Regions from separate parts of the Rattus norvegicus genome. Here region 2 is linked to region 1. Evidence: chromatin contacts called from public Hi-C data. All regions are on one chromosome and are shown on one strand. The core of a region is the stretch at or near the end of the contact, and the rest is flanking DNA. Distances in the headings are between cores, read along the strand shown.

Evidence for each region. Hi-C and Micro-C count contacts between places; a contact is called where the count stands out from the background.
Region 2: a Hi-C map of the A7r5 cell line shows a contact between it and region 1, with 8 times the contacts expected there. The contact joins the promoter of LOC134479799 here to the enhancer-like site in region 1. A contact is called at or near these places in 8 of 12 Hi-C or Micro-C datasets (the A7r5 cell line, Schwann cells, frontal cortex and 5 more) and 1 of 1 datasets of contacts at active chromatin or transcription factors (oligodendrocytes).

What each region holds. Positions count from the first base shown.
Region 1 is chr7:60,350,832-60,354,664 of GRCr8, reverse strand. All of the region lies in intron 3 of Ppm1h (protein phosphatase, Mg2+/Mn2+ dependent, 1H), which reads right to left. It overlaps LOC134479882 (a long non-coding RNA gene), which reads left to right. Exons shown (of 2, transcript XR_010053726.1): 2 at 2,172-3,833. Among named protein-coding and RNA genes, the nearest start is that of Ppm1h, 130 kb to the right of the region's middle. Within about 2 kb of position 2,219, at least 55 of the 93 cell types and tissues checked have an H3K27ac peak or open chromatin away from gene starts, as enhancers often do. A contact at or near this core is called in the A7r5 cell line and Schwann cells, where this site is marked.
Region 2 is chr7:60,525,807-60,529,639 of GRCr8, reverse strand. LOC134479799 (nascent polypeptide-associated complex subunit alpha, muscle-specific form-like) reads right to left here and starts at 1,880. Exons shown (of 4, transcript XM_063264464.1): 1 at 1,783-1,880; 2 at 1-1,727. The coding sequence starts at 1,880. The coding sequence ends at 788. Mirlet7i (microRNA let-7i) reads left to right here and starts at 1,679; the gene lies at 1,679-1,763.

The DNA of each region.
Region 1 (3,833 bases), core at 970-3,469:
TTGAGAGCAGTGGCCATTCTTGTCCCCTTCAGACCCTTGGCCTCTGTATCAGGGCCAGTTAAACATCGCTTTAGTAGTGTCTATGAATGGACCTATAAAGGAATGGACTTAACAAAAAAAGTCTGGATTTCTAAACCAACATCTCACCCACCACCTTACCCATGAGAGGAGAAACAGAGGCTCCTTCTCACAAATACCACATTTACCAAGCAGATGCACATCGAGATACTAAGAACCCTGGCTGCAGCTGACTGCCAGTGCTCTAGAGAGAAGCCTATGACATCATGTGCCAAGGATGGTAGGAAACTCAAGGTGAAGGGTAGGAGGGGCGTGTGGCTCTGTGGGGAAGTCTCTCAAGGAAGAGAGAGGAAAACACCAAGAGATCTGGGTTTTTCTGTTCAGTGTCTAGAATATAAAGAATCCCTCTGTGGGAAGATTTGTTCATTTTTTTTACATCAAAAGTTAAAAAGTTTGATGTATATATATTTAAAATATAATAAATATATAAAGTAGTAAACCCAAGTCCAGATCCACCATCACTATTTTTCGTATATTAAAAGGCACAGTTCAAGCTATGGAAAATTTTCCTTCTTACTTGCAATCAATATCCGTTGACTATGTAAGTCTGAATGAAGGGCACTATTTATTAAAGATTCTTGAAGCATCCAAGTGTTTGCATGCTGCATATGGATTGGAATCTGGATGGCGTTTGACAGGCTTAAGTGAATTATTAGTGCAATCCGAAAGAGGAAAAAGAAAACCCTACACAAAGAGTCCACGTTAAAGGGCTGTTCGTGGTAAAGAATTCTCTAGGGATCGAAGCAAATAAGCTTATTCTGGGTCACAAGTGGGAACGCTATTTATCATGTAAGAATGATTTTAAAAATGACTTAATCCTTGGGAGGGATCAAGACAGTGTTCAACAATAAGATGTTCTGTTACAGCAGTGGAGTTCATATTTACTTTTAATGCTGGGGAACATTCTGGTTACTTTATTCAGCTTGTACCTTAAGATAAATTAACAGTATGGTTCTGCGTGTGTGTGTGTGTCTGTGTGTGTGTAGACAGACAGACAGACAGACACACTTTATTCAATTTGCTCCTGCCTTTCCTATATTTCAACTGTATATTATTTCTCTACCTCTCCCTGAATAAGCAATGTTACTTTCTTACGGAGAATGGATTCGAGACTAGCTACTTTTGAATCCAAGCAACCCTGCTTCCTCCCACATGCATGGTCTGACCAGCCCCTCCCCCACACCTGTGAGGGAGGCACACGTGCACACACAGTACTTAGAAGTGTGTTCTCTGCCAGCACTGTCGCTGGGATGTTTCTGCAGACTTCATCCCCTGAAGAATTCACTGACATTAACACACACTCTTCCATTTCTTCTAAAACTGTGTGCAACTAGAACAGATTCTAAAAATAATTGCTTCTCTCCCCTCCTCCCTGGAAGCCAAAATAGCACATTTTATTTTTTTTTCCTACCCACACCACCTACTCCTCTCTAGAAGATTCAGAAAATCTTTGTACTAAAAGGAACATTAAAGGACCATCTGGGTGGCTCTTTTACTATGAGATTAAACACGATAAATGCAGTCAATAAAGATATATTTACTGTGGAATGAACCACTTTTCCCTTTCCTCAGTCTTTCAAATCGGGCTAAGCTTTTTGCACTTTTACAAAAAATAAAAAAATAAAAAAAATCACACTGTCTATTTTTTAAGCCCTTGAGTTTTCAGTATCTTTTTCACAAGCTAACGTGATCAGGAGAAAAGCTGCCTACTGCTGTGTGCTGAACAGGAGCTCCAGGACTTCTCTCCATTTTAGTTGCCGGTGGATTCCAAGACATACAGCTAGAATGAGGAGCTAGCAAACATCTACCTACTAATTCCTTCCAAGTGTGGTCTACATGGGAAGGGACCAGAGAACTGAGTCTCTGACTGCTCAGTCCGGGGTCCCAATGCCCAGTGGAGGCAACGTGTTACTGAGAGGAGCTGAGTTATTCTGTTGCAACGGCTTAGACAATATGTTAGGGCGAGGCTCGTCTCTGAGTCAAAGAAAAGAGCCAATTCTTACGCTGCCTGCTTTTATTTGCTGTTTTTGTTGTTGTTGTTGTGGCAAGGGGTGGGGGCAGAGAGTGTGTGTAATGTGAGGCTCACTCAACAGGAAAGAGCTGCAAGAAAGAAAAAAAAAGCATATTTATCATCCGGAATGGCTGTAATTTGATTTGAAAGTCTCAGAGATGACGTGACTCCAGGCTCAGCCTTTGTTGCTCACCAGTTCCAGGTTGTGAAAAGAAAGCGCTGCGGGTCAGCAGAAGAAAGCCAGCGCCAGGCAGTTTTAATATACCTGGCAGCTCCCCCTGGCTGGGTTATAATATGGCTCTGAGCATGCTGCTAATAGTGTCAGTCACAAATAATAAGCTTCTGCATGGTTTCAGTATCCGGGTCTCATCCTGGCTTATTCTGAGAACAAGGCCATCTGCCAGCTAGGCAATGAGTTTCAAAGAGAAGAAGGAAAAACAGAAAAACGGGACTGTCCAATATCGCCACCTGCTGACTGCTGTGGAATTACAGGCCCATCCCTTCCTAGAAGAACTTCCAGCTGCAAACAAAGACTAAGCTTAAATAAAGAAGTTTAAACTTACCGTGAGTAGGCTGATTGAAATTCTAGACTTTATAAATTAGCAATTACCTTTGCATTCATTCTTATGATTGTATAATGTCGTTATATACTGCCCACACTTTCCAGTACTAGAAAATATGTAGTAGCCTTACAAGTTAAAACATTGTTACTTTGGGGGCTGACTAAACAACTCAGTAGTTAAGAGCACTGACTGCTCTTCCAGTGGGCCGGTGTTTGATTTCCTCAATCCACGTGGTGTTTTCCAACCATCTATAACTTGAGTTTCCAAGGGGGATCTGACACTTTTTTTTTTTTTTTTGGATATTGCACACATGTGGTACACAGACGTACATGTAGACAAAACACCCATATAGATAAAACAAAAATAAATCCCATGAAAGCTATTTTCTCCCTTATTAAAAAAATTACTAGGACATTCTCAGTTGCAAAGAACTTGCATGCATCATGTTACTGGGAAAACTGGGGTTCCCTTCGGGGTTCTCAATAGAAGAATTTTGAAATAGAGTCAGAAGAAGGAAGCCTCTGGACAATTTGTTTGTAGGCTCTGAGAGGAAAAACAGGAAGCCAGGCAAGCTGTAATCTTGGCAGTCGAGGAAGCAGGAGAGAGAAATCTGTGCCTTTTGAGGTAGGGTCCAAGAAGGCTGGCATGTTCAGCATCGGAGGCTGGCAGAAGAGGGAGGTCTTCAGAGAAAAGTGAGGAAGCTCAGAGTATCAGGGTTAGGCTTGAAAAATAGTTAGGCCTGAGGAAGAAGGAAATGGAAGGGTAGGAGCTCACAGGGTGGAAGCTCCACAAGGCCCTGCACTGAGGGAAGGGCTTCTGTTAAGTACAGTATTTTTTAAAGGCTTCCATAGCTTTAGCATGCCCTCAGGTGAACCATGTGTCCCGTGAGGCAGGTGTTTGGCACCACAAGCTAGGTTAATTCTTGGGGAAGGAGAAAATGGGTGCAGTGTTCTGAAGTTTGGGCAGATGGCCACTCAAGGCCAGAGGTGGATTCCATTCTTTGGGCTAAGAGGAAGTAGCTTAATGGTCTCAACAGAACACTGGCACTCCCATCTGATAAGTTCAAATACTACAGGGGCCAGTTTAGATTCCTCCCTCTCTAGGGCTACCAGGGAAATGACAGGTGAGGTCCAAAATCGGCCACAGGGAGGGGCCCATCCTCAATGGCTTCTAAGCTCAAG
Region 2 (3,833 bases), core at 631-3,130, 180 kb before region 1:
ACTAACAGTGGCCAACAAACTTGGTAAGGTGCAAATAACATGATCCACTGTGCGGTGAGTTAGCCCGGTCATTGTTTATTAAGAAAGGATGCTGTGAGTTTTCCATATGTATCAGTGCGGCAGACAGGAAATTAGCATTTCATTGCAAGTATGTTACACAAGCACTCAAATATAAAAATATGAATTAGGAATAACTGAAACATTTGAGATGGCTTTAAATACTAAGGTTAGTATAACGAATTCTGCTCGTAGCATAAACAGGCAGGTAGTTTGAAATATGTCTGAAACCTGTAAGTGGGTTGAAACATTTGAAAATTTGTACTTCAAAAAATTATTTAGGTCCTGTCTACCTTGTAGTGAAAGTTAATTGGTGTTAGTATGGGCTCCAGGGTCTGTTGTACTAAATTATACTGGACTGGGTCAGGGTGAGGTGGGTCTCTAAAATGAATTAAATATATGCGTTCGTACGTAGTTTTACCAAATTTTGCAACAGAGTTTTGTTATCTGGCTGCTGTGACAGGATTAAAGTTTAGAGAAACTTCCCAGATTGCACTCATTTCTCTAACCATTCTGTACTTGTCTTGTGTACTGTGGATTTTCAGCAACTTTATGACTAATGGAACTGCCAAATGCACTAAAACAGACCGGCAGATAAATGTGAAATTCAGACACCATCCCCCTTTTAGTACATGGAATCTACATATGCGGGGGGGGGGAAGCATTCGTGGATGTGGAATTCCAGTTTAGCAAGACATCCTGTATTTTATCTGACAAATCTTAGTGACTTCTAAAAACAAACAAAAAAAATCTTTAAAAACCTGTAAATGAGAAGCAAAACAAAAAAGTAAACTGGGCCACACGGATGGGAAGCCCCATTGCAGTCGGCCCTCTTCCAAACCTTGCCTAAAAATAGGGAGAAGGCAGGCGCCCCATGTTCCGGGAGCCTGCGCACTAGACTCGCCCAACACAGCTTTCCCGCCAGTTTCTGCGGCGAGCAGCTGCGGCCGCGCCGGGGTGGAGCGCCGCGGGCCAGGCGGCCGGAGCGGGAAGGGGGTGCCGGAACTTTCCGGCCGGAGAGCAACGTGGCCCACCCGCCGCCATCTTTACTGCTCACGCCCAGAGCACCAGGGCTCTGCCGACCGCGCCGAGCAGACGGAGCCCAGCACGAGGCCCGAGCAGGTCCCGGCTTGCGGCTGGAGTCCCCGCCCGTAGCGGGCTTTCCCGCGAGCCCCGAGGCTCGCCCGGGCGGAGAGCGGGCGCGGTGCCCCGGATGTAAGATGGCGGCGGGGGGCGGCGGGCGGTCACGTGGTGGGGAGCGCGCCAGCCTCTTTAAGGGATCTCTATGGTTCGCCCGGCCGCAGTGAAGCAGGAGCGCGAGACCGGGCGCGCGCGGAGCCGCGGGTGCCGGGCTGCCGGGGCCCCCCGGAGGGTGCGGGGCGCGTCCGCGGGGACTTCCGGGGTGCGACGCGGCGGGCGGGGGTGGGGGGGCAGCGGCGGAGCCGCGGCGTGGCGCGCGCGGGCGGGCGAGCGGGCGAGCGGGCAAGCGCAGCTCCACTCGGACAGAGGGCGCGGCCGGCCCGCCGGAGGCAGCCTCCGCCCTGGGGCGCTCGGCGCGCGCAGCCGGCGGCGGAGAGGAGGACGAGGCTCCGCGTGTCCCGCCGGCTCCCACACCATGGCCCTGGCTGAGGTAGTAGTTTGTGCTGTTGGTCGGGTTGTGACATTGCCCGCTGTGGAGATAACTGCGCAAGCTACTGCCTTGCTAGTGCTGGTGATGCTCAGCGCCGCGGAGGACAATGGCCGGGGATCCCCTTTGTTTTCCGGGGCTCCGGGACAGCCCGATCGGCCGGCCAGCCGGCGCGGAAACCGTTAGCTAGCCGCATTCCCGCAGGGGCTACGGGCGGTGGCGGCGGCCGCGGCGCCTTCCGTAGCCCGGGGGAGAGCGAAGCCTTCGGAATTGCTCCGGGAGAGGAGGAGAGGGAGCCGCGGAAGACGCGGCTCAACTTTCCGCCTCGGATAATTTTAACTCGTGCAGGATTTTAGTTCGACCGCGGTGGGGTTTCGTTCTTGAGGTGCACGGCGGAGCGGGCGAGCGGCTCCGCGATGCACAACTGCGGTCGCCGTCAGAACAGTCAATGCTGGAATTCCAAACTTTTACGTCTCGACGCTTTTTGGATCTGGGTTATTATATGGCCGCTACGTTTAAGAGTTTAAAATGTAAGCCCGAAGCAGAGTAGAGTTTCGGTTTTAACTGTTTATAACTCCTTAAAACAGGGTTGACTTTTATAGTTAAATGCACCTTTCGAATCTTTTTTTAAATGTGTAAAGCTAAATAAATTCTTTTTACTGAATGCTGTGTTTTTTGGTTTTGTTTGTTTTTCCTTTAGTTTAACTTGGTAAGCTCGAATAGCCATGCTGGTGTGGGGGAGGGTCAATCTTAGACTTTTATGTTGATATGCTTTTTATTAAAGGCGAGTAGATCAGAGCTGGAAGTACGGCTTCCGAGAGACCCAAGTATTAACGTTTAATGACACAGGCTTTTGGTTCGTGACCTCTATTAGGAAAGTACAAGTTTTGTGGAGAAAGTGTAGTCTGGATAATTAATGAAAAGTGCTCGGAACTCTTATGTGGAAGAACTTGTATTTTCTAGTTTTATTTTCTCCAAGAGAAGTATGATGGTAAGTTATAGTTCTGATGCTTTTGCAACCTTCCTGTTTGAGTTATGCATAATGCAGTGTAGTAAATTTTCTGTGTGGCACTTTGGAAGCTTTTTTTTTAGGCAGTTCTTTGCTAAGTAAGCTACACGAAAGGAAAAATGTTGAAAGCAACTCAATCTCTTGCCCCTTTCGATAGGAGTTTGGTGCTTTTGTAATTCAAAAGTGATGTAATGCTTTGACGAAGCTTAGTGTTGAGCCTTGAAGGCTCACTTAATATACTCATCGGGATGGGGCCACCTCGCTGTAGGAAGGACAGTAAAGAACCATGCACTGCAGCATTCCCGCAAGACTTCAGCACTGGCTTTAGGCTGGCTTTTCTCGGTAGAGCAATGTAAGTTGAGGACTCTTAAGCACTTCCTTTTCAGTGATGAAAGCCCGACATCTCCTATGGTTAATCTTGGATTTGTGGGGAAATTGATAGTAAAATTCTAACTGTAGTTTCGTTTTCCAGAACTTTTCTTTTCAAGCAAATCAGCCTGCTACATACTGTTAACATTTTTACAGTGAACCAGTAGATGCTGTTGGATACCAGAGTGTAAATTTCATTGGTAATCCTGAACTCTAACTCGTTCCCTTTGTAGCTCATCTTGTGCTTTCAAAGTTAAGCTTCATGTAAAACTTCGCCGCCCACGGAGAGCACACTTGTATTGTCGGCTCTGTAAGTGCTTCCTTATGTTTCTGTTTGCTGCTGTCAGGGGTGCTACTCCCTACTTCATTCCTCTCTTTGCTTTAGAATGAGTTCTCTGTGGCAGTGAGAACTACCAACTATTTTCACTGTTGACAGACTTTCCAGCAGGGTGAACTTACCTAACGAAAATGCAGCTTTCCAGTCCACATTGATGACATTTACTAATGCCATTAACTTTTCTGTTAAAGGTCTACTGTCAGGCCTTTAAGTAATCTGTAGCTTGAGCAAAGCTATGGATAGGAAGGACGAGACAAGTGTTTTGAGTGCCCTTCTCAAGTACTGAACCAAAGAGAGGACAGGCCGTTGTGATGATGAGATTTTAATAAATGCCATGTCCAATTGGAAGAAGAGGGATGTTAGGATGTTCTGGATGCACCATGTGGAAAAGATTATTAGGCCACATTATTGCTTCATGCTCTAATATCCCTGAC